4 separate regions of the Mus musculus genome follow, and all the other regions are linked to region 4. Evidence: chromatin contacts called from public HiChIP or PLAC-seq and promoter capture Hi-C data. All regions are on one chromosome and are shown on one strand. Each heading gives the region's core, a stretch centred on a gene start, on an enhancer-like site or on the middle of the called end of the contact. The rest is flanking DNA. Distances are from core to core; before and after follow the strand shown.

Region 1 (3,018 bases), core at 224-2,723, 830 kb after region 4:
TCATGGCTTTATAAGCATTGAAATGCTGCCTTGTGTCCCAGGAACCTGCCTGTCTAGAATTCATTCTATAGTCACACGAGCTGGTCCACTTCACATAAGTGAGTCGAGTGTTTTGATCCCATTTGTTCATGGATCCAGCCCACATTTGCAGAGTACTTTCTGGGTGTCAGCCCTATCCCCAACACCCCACCCAGGCCCCTCCAGCACATGCTAAAGGGGAGGGAGCACACATGGTTCAAAAAGGACGAAGTGGCCTTGCTATCAGGAAGTTTAACATTTAGAAGGTTTGCCAGTTGTTTGAAGGTAGAAACAAGACAACTTCTTTCCCTCTCCCCCTCTCTCTCTATTTCTCCCTCCCTCCTCTTCCTCCCCTCTCTCTGTCTCTTTCTTTAAAAATAAATAAATAAATCTCTGAGCAGGTGGTGCCTCGGGAGGCAAAAGCAGGCGGATCTCTGTGAATTGGATTCAAAGCCAGCTTGATGATCTACAGGAGTTCCAGGATAGCTAGGGCTACAACAGAACAACTAACCACCCAAACAAACAACTTTGCAACTTTTCTTTCTTTCCCGCTCCTTTGATACTTTTGCAAAGTACATTTGCTAGGGCCATGTCCATAACATGTAATAGAATCTTGCTCAGGTCTCACCCTGTGGCCCCGGCTAGCTCAGTACTCGCGATTATGCCCCTGCCTCAGCTTCTTGAGGGTTGGAATTACAGACTACGCCACCACCCCCGGGAGACTTCTCTTCCGATCGGGAATGACAGCTCCACTGGACGCTTGGAGGTCAAGAGAAAAAAAAAAAAAAAAAAAAAAAGAACGCGCGATCCGGTTAGTCGTCGGAAGGAAAAGTCTTCTAAATGCGCTAGCTATTAGCGCTGTGGTTCCGACTAGGACAAGCCAGGGGTTTCAGGAAGGTTCTGTCACTCTGTGTTCCTAAAATGTGGTTTCCTAGATGGAGCTGGAGAGGGATGGGCGAAGAGATGCGGCGTTTTCTCAGTGTTCTGCGAGCCAGGAAGGGGACGGAGGAGGAGGGAGAGCTGAGAGGCAGTCACTAGCCAGGGACGCGGCTGAGGAGCAGGGGACAACGGCGAGCTCGCAGAGTCCGCAACGCAGTGGCCTCAGCGAGCTTTAGACCTGAGGGGGAAAACCGAGGGCTGGGGCAAGAAATCCACAGAGCGTGCCAATTGGTCCACTCCTCGGGGCGTGTGCTTCTGTGCGCCAAATGATTGGTGAAGGGAAAGTAGCAGGTAAACCAGCCCTGCCGTCTTGCCATTGGTCAGAGGCTTTCCTATCGGTCACTCGATTGGCTAGCCTAACGCAGAGCAGAACGCGAATTGGTTTGGGTTGTCCGCCAAGACAACTCCGTTCGCTCTCTCTGATTGGCTAACGGGAAGAGGCAGGTATCCGGGCTGCGCGGCTCCTCCATTGGTGGGCGGGGAAGGGGGGTTGGGCACAGCGATTGGTGGGCGGGGGGCCGGGCCTGGGCCGGCGGGGAGCGGATTGGTCGGAAAGTAGGTTAGTGGTGCGACATTTAGGGAAGGCAGAAAGTAGGTCAGGGACGGAGGTGCCTGTTTACCCGCGCCGGACTTGCCGCCGCCGCCGCCGCGGGATCCGAGTGCGGGTGCGGGCGCGGGCGCTCGCAGCGAGCCACGGTGAGTGTCGGCATGGCTGCGGGCAGCAGCCGTCTCGGGGCGTCCCGTCGGGGGTCGCGAGTTCCCGGGCGGGCGCACCGCCCCCGCCCGCGGCGCAGCCGGGCCGCCGGGAGCCCTGCCCGACGTGCCCGCTGCCGGCCTTAAAGGGCCCGTGCGGCTCCCAGCCCCCACCTAGCCTCGGGGAGGCTGCGCCCCTTAAAGGCGCCGCTCCCGCGCACCCCCATCTTCCCCGCCTGGGCTGCACAGCGGGCGGGGGAGGACTGGGGGGACCCTGGGACGCTGTCAGCGGGTGCGCCCACCTTCCCCGCGCGGGCATCACCACCTGGCTCGGGAGGGGGCGGCCAGCGGCCTCTTAAAGAGACAGCAGTACCGGGTGGCAGCAATGACCCGAACCTGGGAAGAGCTCCGGGATACATCCCCGGGAGCTTCTGGATCCCCGAGGAGATGGCCGGGACGCGGGCAGAACGATGCTATGCGGCGCTTGCCTGGTCAACCCTTCTACACTTCTCCCTCGGGAGCCGGGTGGGGGCGGGGAGGGCGTCTCCGTCAAGTCGGGGAGTCCGTACTGGTACGTCCCTATGGCCTGTCTTGGGGCTGGCGCGGACCCCGGGAATCCCCTGGCTGGCTTGGACCAGGCCCACGGACAGCCGTCGGGCCTGCGCTGTCCGGTACCTGGGTGGTCCTGGAGGATGTGTCTTCCCCGTTGGGTCTGGGAGTAGGTACCCGATGGCGTGGGGACTGTGCCCTGTGCCCGGTAGGCGTCAGAGACCCAAGGAGTGCGCAGCAGAGGCTTCACTCCGATGCGGGTTTGACAGATAATCGGGGAAGAGGAAGGTTTCCACTGGAGATTACCCCAGTGTAGACAGCTTGGGGTGCTCGGGTTTGCAGGGAGAAGTCAAAGATAGAATTTTAGGCAGACTCGGGGCGCACATGGAAGCCATCCCCGGGGTCGCGTAGCGGGTTGTGTTCGGAAATGAGTGCGTTGGACACCGGTGTGTGTGTCTGTCAGAGTTGCGCTGGCCAAGCTGACATGATCGCCCCTTACCTGTTCGGGGTGCACCTTCTCCAGTCCTTTCCCTACATTTAGCCTAGTTTTGACCCTCTGACCCCTTGAGATCTGGCTCCTCTCCTGTCTTAAGTTGCTACTTTTAAAGTAAGAAATCATTAATCAAGTTTTCTCACCTAACTTCCAAAAATCAGAGACTGTAATCACGACCAATTACTTTTTGACAGTACCAGTATTGCCAAGATCTTCGTTGTGGGTTTTGTTTTTATGTCCAGGAAAACTGATCATTAAATGCTTTTTTTCCTACTGCTCTTGCTTGTCATTTTTCCTTTTCACATTTGCTGCTGTGCCCTCTTTCA
Region 2 (3,002 bases), core at 214-2,713, 590 kb before region 4:
GCAGATTGGCCTTGCTAGAACCCGGAAGGCTCTGAAGTAAAGCCGCAGCCCAGCGTGGGTTTTCTCCATCCGAAACAGAAGAAACACCACCACAGTGGACTAAGCTGCTTCTTGGGTTTGACACCTGCTCCTTAGGGGAGGATCCTGGATAGGCAGGTGTGCTCTAGGTGGGGACAGTTTTCTACTTAAGATGCCCCCTGCAGTCCCAGTCCTACTGAGACTGACTGAGGCTGGAGCCAATACTGGGCCGATGTAATTTTCTACTCCGCATTTGTCTTGAAGCTTGCTGCTCCTTAAAACCCACAGTTAGAGTCATACAAGGCATTTCTCTTGTCCCTTACAAGCCCGGCAAATAAGCTCTTTTGCCCTCACATTCTCTCTTGGAAGCACAAACATCCAGTCAGACACACTCCCGGACTAGTGTGAGATCCTGCGATCCTGGAAAGGAGCACCCTGGAATCATACGCACGTTTGGACACGTGCACATCGCGTCCCCATACTGACAGCAAGCTACACACACACACACACAGACACACACACACACACACACACACACACACACACACACACACACACACCACCTGTGCACACGCGTACACAGGGAAGACTCACAGGGCGGCAGACACAAAAGATCCAGGACACCAGTCCTTGCAATCCCTCCAACCACGTAGCTGCCAACCTATAGCCCTCCCTGCAATCGCTGGTCTCCTACGCATTGGCCCCAGCGCATCCCACAAGCAGAACACACTGGGCACTCCCGGGCCTCGCGCCTGGCTCAAGTTTCTCAGGACGCCTGTACCTTGGATATGCTGTTTGATGACATTCTCCAAGTGGTCCAGCCGCTCGATAATTTTCAGGGTGTCCCCTTTATCTTCCTCCAGCTTCTTGTCGGGCACTGGCTCCTGCCCCCGCACATACACGCTGGCGATGTAGTTGGTGACCCAGCCCACGTACAGCAGGCATATGATGTTGGTCATGCCGCTTAGGATCACGCAAGTGGACACCAAAGTTTTGGTCTTCCTGGTACACACCATTCTGGGGTCCTTCCTCCATATAGAGCACCCGGGGCCCCTCCTCGCTGTACACCCCAAACTCCCCCGCGCTCAACCCCCTTGGCACGTCTGGGGTCTCTGGGTGCGCCAGCACCTAAGTCTCTCCAAAGGCGGGTCTCCTGGCAGTGTGAGCTGCGGCGCACAACTTTGCAGCTCCGGCCGCTGGCCACCCTGAGAAAGAGCTCCACAAAGAAAACGAGGTGGGTCTAGATTTTTGTTTTGGGCTTTTCCCCCGCAAATTCAAAATCCCCGAGCTTTTCCCTAGGCGGTCACGGGTGGCCGGCAGTGGCGAGACGAGACCTGCAGGGCTGGGAAACTTTGTCACTGCCAGGGCCCAGCCGCGTTGCTTTCCATCTCCAGTGCTGGCTGCCTGGGAGATGCCACCAGCCCTCCGCTCGCCGCTCAGGAGAACCGCGGCTGTGGCTGCGACCAGAGGAGCGAAGCAGAGCGGCCCGGCCCCCTCCGAGCGACAAGCGCCGCCACCAATCGCGCTCTGGCTCTGGAAAAGGGTCGGGACTGGGCGGCTGCGGACCAACGAGGAGGGGCCAGGGGGCGGAGCCCCGCCCCGCGCCCCACCTGCTGGCAGCAGGCTCCGGTCCGGACACAGCTGAGTCTCCCGCGCCCTCGGGCCACCCTAGGGCCTGCAGATCAGGAACCTCCAGTCCCCGCCCAGGCCGGCAGATTCCACCTCTAGAGTAATTCCCCGCTCGCGCTCCCGCTAAGAAGCCCAAGCTTTGGGGACCAAGATGCTCCTATACCCTCACCTTCCCCAACTGAGGGCATTCTGCTTTTCCACCTGAAAAAACGGACTCCTCGCCTCCATCTCCTTTTTGATAATGGAGACTCAAACCATACAAGTGGCTAGGCCTCATAATGTCCACACCTTATGCTTCTTGAGCCTTTACTCTGCCTCTCTCTGTTGGTCTCCCGGGTGTCACCAAATGCCTTCCGGAAATCTCTAGGAGAGGCATAGTGAATAGTGAGGGTGTCTCTGCAATCGTTGGTCACATCTATGCACTATGCAGCTCCCTGGACGAATTCATGCTCTGGGAGCCGTTACTGCTTATGGATATCACTACACCCCACGTCTAAGGAAGCCTTATACGCAGTATTGGGACAAGAGGATGCAATTCTCCATGACTTGTATAATTCCCACACATTCAGTGTTCATGGCTATCAAGTGGTCGACAGAGCCTTTCTGGAGAGAGGATGTAGAAACACACACACACACACACACACACACAGAGAGAGAGAGAGAGAGAGAGAGGCTCCTGGGTTTGATGCTCCTGTATGTGTTAGTTACATGAGCTTGAGCAAGGGTCAGAACACCATAAGAGACATTTCCCCCATCTATCAAATATCAACAATACCTTCCTGCTTATAAGTATTAAATGAGAGGATATACCAAAAGGGCTTAGGACAGGACACACAGTGGGTGCCCAGGCTCCTGTGGTTATCATTCCAGGATGCAGTTCCTCCCTTCCCGGGTCCAAGAACACCACCTGGCTGCTCAGCAAACCTTGATTTTTCTATTGACCACTCTCAGCTCTTCTCCCCTACTGGAAGCTACAGAGTCTAAGGCTGTGGGCAGCAAGAAGGAGCTTGTCCTCTAGCTGGCTTGGTTCCACCTCATTGGCTTTCTGCTTGAATGTCTTTCTTTACCATCAGCAATTCAGCCACAGGGGCTGATAGAAGGAATGCTGCTGGGCCTGATTGCCCCACATACCCTCAGATTCCAACTCAAGATCCCCAAAACCTTGGTTAGAAACAGGGGCATGGGAGGGGTTTGTGTAGGCATTTACTCACCACCCTCTGCAGAATTACAAGGTCAAAGGCCCCAGTATCTCTGCAAGCTCCCTTTATAAATGGTTCTTGAACATAGATTCTTATCTTTGGCCCTCAGTTCAATTGTATTCAACTCAACAGGAACTCAGCAAGTTCCTGACATTT
Region 3 (2,995 bases), core at 170-2,669, 810 kb after region 4:
GTAAGCGAGAGAACCTGAGCTCAGATCTCCAGAACCGGGTGCTGTGGCATGTGTGCACAATCCAAGCACTGCTGTCATAAGATGGGAGGTGGAGACAGATGAATCACCCAGGGTTTGTAGGTCAGCTAGCCTGCTACATGTGTAGGTAAAAACCAAGAGAGACCCGGCTCACACAAGGTGGAGCATTTGACTTCCGCATGTGCACTGTGTCATACACAGGAACACCCGTTTTTGTACACACAAGATTTGTGGTTAGGAGTACATACTGCTCTTGCAGAGGACCCGGGTTTCATTTGGGTGACTCACAACCACATGTAACTCTCGTTCTAAGAGATCAGATGTCCCCTTCCACCCTCTGATGGCATGCGTGTGTGCTCAAACACACATGCACACACATACATAATTTTAAAAAGTAAAATTTAAACTTCACAGTGCAGAACAAACCCCAGGTGAGTCCTAGTCCTTCCATTGTTTTCAGGGCAATGGGAGAGGCAGACAAGAGTGGTAACTTATGTTAAATCATTGGTGAGGGTGTTGAAGACCGCTCTTCCAGAGCTGAGATATGCACCCGGGGAGGCTTGTCCAGGCAGTGTCTACATTGCAGCTTGGAGGACACCTAGCACCAATCTGATGAGGAGTTACAGGGAAGGACAGAGACTTTCAGGGCAGGGAGAGGAGCACGGTACAGGGCTAAAAAGAGTATAGTCGTTTTCCAGAATGCTACTCAAAATTGCCCTTAAAGGCTCTCTATAGATCACCTAGTCCTGCAGGGGGCCTGGGGGCCACCTCCTGTACACAGCTGCTAACTAGTGGGCTTGCTGTAACTTGTACTTAACATTATTACAAACTTAATACTACCCTAAACTGAGAGAGAGAGAGAGAGAGAGAGAGAGAGAGAGAGAGAGAGAGACTCTATTCTGAGTTTAAATGCAGATATTGATGCACCTTGAAACTGTTATCCTCTTAAAATTGAGTAAATCTTTGTGATGCACATGGAAAGCCACACTGGCATGTACAAGGAGGACCACACCCAGACCACCATGTCACAATTCCCTAAAACTTTTATCCACTCTGAACAGAACAAAGAAGACCCTCCCCCATGCCATTCAATGCTGTAAGCTTTTCCAAAGTCCAAGATGGAATAATTGCAGCTCCTTCCTGGGGAATTTCAAGCCCCCCAACCCTGAGAACTGATCGTACAAACTAGTCCTGTACAAGGCAAGTATGGCTGTCAGAAAGGCTGGCAGAGCTCAGCCAGGGAGCCATGAACCCAGTGACCAGTGGAAAGTGCCAAAGAAGCTGACCCTGCCTGAGCAGGAGAGCAGTGTTCTAGGTCCACAGAGTGTCACTGCAGGTTGAAGGGACAGTGTGAAGGAAAGATACAGAGCCTGAAACCACCAATGCTTCCAGGAAGCAGCTGGACCATGTGGTTAGAGGTCCAGGGCATGGCTGGCAATGAGGCTGAGAGTCTATCAGTGTCAAGGACTGTAGGACAGCCTGGCCTGGAAATACCACTGGGTTTTCTCAAGGGAGGGTGTGTACCTTAATTTAAAGGACTCTGAGAGGAGAGAGGTGAGCATATCTGGGTTTCAGAAGAGCCTTCTGCTGCTGGGTGAAATAGCAGAAGCTAGGCAAAACTCTTGTTTGAGACCCTCTGTAGATCTTCGTCCAGATCTTCCCCGTTAGCCCCCAACCTGGTCTCTTATATCATTGACTTTAGATCAGTGCAGCAGAGAAAGCAGAGCCATCCATCACTGCTCATCCCCCACTACCCCGTGGACCTGCCCTATCTCCAGGGATGAGACTCTGGGTAGTGAGGCCATGACCTGATGATGCCCTTGCACACCCCCAAGCCCTGCCAAGGAGAAGCCTTCAGCTGAGACAGAGCTAAGACTTGGCTTCAGAGTCCTTCCCAGAGAAGCCACAAAAAAGCCGACCTCTCACCTGCCCCGGAGACTATCCACTCCCAACTGAGCTATTTCCTAAGCTGTGCTTTCTCACTGACTTAATATTTCAGTTTGGGAAAGCCTCTGCCATTCAGAGGAACAGCCAGAACCTGCAGATAGCCAGACAGCACGTTGAGATGGCACGCTGGTCCCTTGAGACTTTTGGAGAGAAAGATGCCATAATTTCAAGTCACTCACAAAGTCAGTGAATTTGAACCCCTCACAACTCTGAAAACAAGCATGGATCTCTACTTCCAGAGACTGTCCCAATTTCTGCCCACTGTTGTCTGCTGCCCAGTGGCTGCTCTGGGAAAGCGCATCCCACCTAGGTACTGACCCCACTCCACCCACCCAGATGGGGCAACTATCTGTCACATATCAGTTGCTTTGTTTTTCTAATTGTTGGCCTGTTTTGGAAACACTCTCCTAGACTCCTGTGTGAGTCATAGGTTAAGGGGCATGAGTAATTCCTCCGGCACGCCTGGAATAGGAGGGGAGCCTTCCCTTTTGATTTCCGGTCCTAAAAAAAGACAAGCTAGTTCACCCAGAAGGCTAATGAGTTTTGACAGTGAGGGTGGCCTAGCTGGCCTGGAAAGCCACCTTTTGTGCTATAGGGTTTAGCAAAACATTAGTGCCTCCTCTATTTTTCTTTGGAATTATAAAAGGACACCTGTATATCATTTTGCTGGGATGGGCTGAGCCTCTGAGCCCATCCGATGACACTCTGAGCCGTGACACCCGAGGGGCAGAACAACCAGATCTGTTTCTTTTGCTGAGTTGTTGGGAAGGGGGTTGGCCCTCCTCCTACTGGGTTTATTATTGTCAGCAGGGGTGGGGTTTTACCCCCTGCTTACTGAGCAGTGATGATGTGTCCACTCCCGATGGGTGTGGCTCCCTTTGTAGCCAGCACCGACTTCCTGGAGGGAGTGTGATAGAAGAAAGTGACCCCATCTGCCCTGATTCTGAGTGAACTTCAGAAAGGACCAGCTGCTTCGTGGCCTGAGAAACTACAGTGACAAACTACAATGAACTCCAGGGGCCAAATAATG
Region 4 (2,794 bases), core at 144-2,643:
AACGGAAGCCGAGTTAGGACATCCACATGCCAACGTGGGTGGGGGGAAAGCCCATGTGGACTCAACCCTACACAAAGAACTGGAGTCAACTAAGGCGTGCTGAGAGGGGAAGAAAGAGTGGGAAGAACACAAGACCCCATTGCCCTGAAAACACACATACGAGTAATATACAAACAGAGCAGGTTATATTTAGGAATGTGTGTGTGTGTGTGTGTGTGTGTGTGTGTAACAACAATTATTGGGGGAAAACCGAGGCCATGAATTTGAAAGAGAGCAAGGACAGGAACATGGGACAGTCCAGAGGGCGGAAAGGGAAGGGAGAGATGATGTGCTTATATTATAATCTCAAAATTAGGAGACCAATGCTGCTGCTCACTTGGGCCCACAGGCTGATACAGAGCAAGGAAACCCGGCCTTTCTACCTGAATTTGCTTCTGTCTTTGTCCAAGCTTTGGGCCAGACTCCTGAGTGTCAATCACTTCAGAAGCGTCTGTGTTGAACTAAGTGATACCCGCCCCATCTCTCCCACCTGCCAAGGTTGAAGGCATAAAGAAGAGAGTGATCCTGGCTTACTTTTAGCCCTTATAGAGTCCTGTTCCAGGCCCCCAAAGAAGTCTACAGGTTTCCAGTCACTGTTCTAACCTACAGTCACTCCTTAGATTTCAGAGCAGCAGAGCATGGCAAACGGTCACGGTGATGAGATCGCACACAGCCCACCCCCAGCCTCCATGATCATGAGAAGGGCGTGGCCTGTTCTCTCAAGCACTAAGATGTTTCTTCTAGTCACTGTGCAGAGCCAGAACAAAACACTGATTAACCAGCCCCACCTGGACTTTGTTCTCTTGCCTCCTGACCCAGATCTTTGTCTATTAAACCCAGAGCTCACATCAGCACTCCAGAGATGGGCTCAAATGCTTGCTTTGTGGTGTTTAAAATACTTAACCTGCATTTTCACAATGGCGTCTGCTCACTTTCTCTGGGAAAAGCTTGACATATGGGTAAAACACCATGGCCAGGACAAACTTAGAAAAGGATGGATTTATTTGGGCTTACGGTTCCAGAGGGATGAGAGTCCAGCATGGCACGGAGGCCTGACAGCAGGCGGCAAGCAGCGGTGGCGGCCAGAGCAAGAAGCTGGGAGCTCACCTCTCCAATAGCAAACACAAAGCAGAAAGTGAACGGGAAGAAGGGTGAGGCTATACATTCTCCGAGTCCAGCCCTCTCAGTGCCCAAGCATTCAAATACCTGAGCCTCCTGGGACATGTCTCGACCCAAGCTTCACAGAACCCATGGAGCCGGGCCTCTGACCTAGGACTCTTATTATATTATGACCTCACTATGGTGAAACTATGCCTACGTGGCCTATTACCACCAGTGGGGCACTTGAGCCATCAGTTCCACTATCCCACTGAGGTTAAAGCAGAGACCCTAAGGAGCTGAAGGTTCTGGTCCTGAGAAAGGAAACCCAGGTAGTGGCTGGCATGGCAGTGCTCAAGTCAGCTCACAGGGGTGGGATCTCACAGGGGTGGGATCTCACAGGGGTGGGCTGATGTCTAAGTGAGGTGAGAGAACATTCACTGGAGAGGTGTTGGATCCAAAGAGTTCTGTGTTCGAACCTTCCCTGTTCATTCTCCCACACCCAGACCCCTCCTGGGGGTCTCTTCCTCCCCCATACCTCCCAGTTCTACCTTCTGCCCCTCACATGTGCGCTCACGCCCCTCCTTTCTCTATGATGGAAGCACGGGGGCCCGTGCCTGAGAGCCCTGCACAGGAACAGGATGCAGCTGGATGCCACATCTGTTCTGAGGTTCGGGGCGGCCAGTGCCTGTGCTCAAGGCCCAGCCAGGCAGAGGGGAAGCACACAGGGCCCTGCAAAAGTGCTTCCGCAGGAACCCAACTTCCAGGAGTCAGTTCTCACTTTCTACTTTATTGGGGCAGGGTCTCTCCTGATGTTTCTATTCTCCCATCTCACTGTAGGACTACCGCCATTACAGACACATGCCTCTACAGCCAGGTTACTTTTTGAGATTGGAATCTAATTACAACATTTCTCCTTTTCTTTCCCTCCCTCCAGACTCTCCTAGACAGTTCTCCCTCCTCTACTTGAAATCATGGCCTTTTTCCTTAATTGCTATTGCATGCATATATGTATTTGTATCATACAGATATATTTCTAAAAATAACCTGTCTTGTTTATATAGTGTTACTAGTATGTGTCTCCAGGCCTGACCAGTTAGCACTGGGCAACTCATTAATGTGCCCTTTCCTGGGGAAGGCTTTCCTTCCTGCTCCCAGCATTTCATCTGGGTTGCAGGGAATCAAACCATCTCCCCAGCCTCCTATATAATTATTTTATGGACGTGTGTATGAATGAGTGAGTGAGTAAATGAATGAATGAATTAATGAATAATGGGAGGGGGGTCAGAGAAGTACACTATGATAAGAAGTGTCTCCGCCCATCCTAAGCATCTTCCTGCTAACTTTTGGTGAGTAAGCCATGGGAGACAAATTCCTCCCCTACACAGCTAATGGTCTCTTACTCCCTCCTCAGCTCTGCAGCGGGCCCATAGCCTCCAGTCTCCAACTCCAAGCAAATACCAGAACTGGAGAAGAAGATTCCAGTCCAGTGAGTCATGGGCAGGGGGAGGGGTGGGGGAGGGCAGTCTCGCTCATTCCTTACATGGTATCTTCTCTGGCCTAGCCTGGAATCCAAGGGCAAGGAAAACTGTTAGCTTGACTTGATTTCCACTGCTGGCTGTAATCATTGCCGAGGGATTTGGGAACTCTCCATTCC

What was found. Promoter capture Hi-C pulls out the DNA fragments that hold promoters and counts their contacts. HiChIP or PLAC-seq counts read pairs in DNA pulled down with a chosen protein or histone mark.
Region 1: a contact with region 4 is called in an H3K27ac HiChIP or PLAC-seq map of trophoblast stem cells, with 10 times the contacts expected there. The contact joins the promoter of Arntl here to the promoter of Micalcl in region 4. A contact is called at or near these places in 3 of 39 promoter capture datasets (the 3T3-L1 cell line, cranial neural crest and hippocampal neurons), 1 of 484 Hi-C or Micro-C datasets (cortical neurons) and 9 of 115 datasets of contacts at active chromatin or transcription factors (astrocytes, embryonic basal ganglia, embryonic forebrain and 6 more).
Region 2: a promoter capture Hi-C map of pre-B cells shows a contact between it and region 4, with 10 times the contacts expected there. The contact joins the promoter of Galnt18 here to the promoter of Micalcl in region 4. A contact is called at or near these places in 9 of 39 promoter capture datasets (the 3T3-L1 cell line, the C10 cell line, the HPC-7 cell line and 5 more), 1 of 15 datasets of contacts at CTCF or cohesin (pro-B cells), 21 of 484 Hi-C or Micro-C datasets (B cells, the Ba/F3 cell line, CD4 T cells and 14 more), 1 of 115 datasets of contacts at active chromatin or transcription factors (astrocytes) and 2 of 9 other capture datasets (adipose tissue and liver).
Region 3: a contact with region 4 is called in a FOXA1 HiChIP or PLAC-seq map of pancreatic cancer cells. The contact joins the enhancer-like site here to the promoter of Micalcl in region 4. A contact is called at or near these places in 3 of 39 promoter capture datasets (the 3T3-L1 cell line, cranial neural crest and hippocampal neurons), 1 of 15 datasets of contacts at CTCF or cohesin (large pre-B cells), 4 of 115 datasets of contacts at active chromatin or transcription factors (embryonic basal ganglia, extraembryonic endoderm stem cells, pancreatic cancer cells and 1 more) and 1 of 9 other capture datasets (adipose tissue).

The regions. Positions count from the first base shown.
Region 1 is chr7:113,205,992-113,209,009 of GRCm38.p6, forward strand. Arntl (aryl hydrocarbon receptor nuclear translocator-like) reads left to right here and starts at 1,474. Exons shown (of 20, transcript NM_007489.4): 1 at 1,474-1,653.
Region 2 is chr7:111,778,514-111,781,515 of GRCm38.p6, forward strand. Galnt18 (polypeptide N-acetylgalactosaminyltransferase 18) reads right to left here and starts at 1,464. Exons shown (of 11, transcript NM_001360903.1): 1 at 800-1,464. The coding sequence starts at 1,034.
Region 3 is chr7:113,183,807-113,186,801 of GRCm38.p6, forward strand. It overlaps a transcript of Arntl not described here. Among named protein-coding and RNA genes, the nearest start is that of Arntl, 22 kb to the right of the region's middle. Within about 2 kb of position 1,420, at least 108 of the 459 cell types and tissues checked have an H3K27ac peak or open chromatin away from gene starts, as enhancers often do. A contact at or near this core is called in adipose tissue, extraembryonic endoderm stem cells, pancreatic cancer cells and 1 more, where this site is marked.
Region 4 is chr7:112,373,464-112,376,257 of GRCm38.p6, forward strand. Micalcl (MICAL C-terminal like) reads left to right here and starts at 1,394. Exons shown (of 10, transcript NM_001381862.1): 1 at 1,394-1,906; 2 at 2,552-2,626.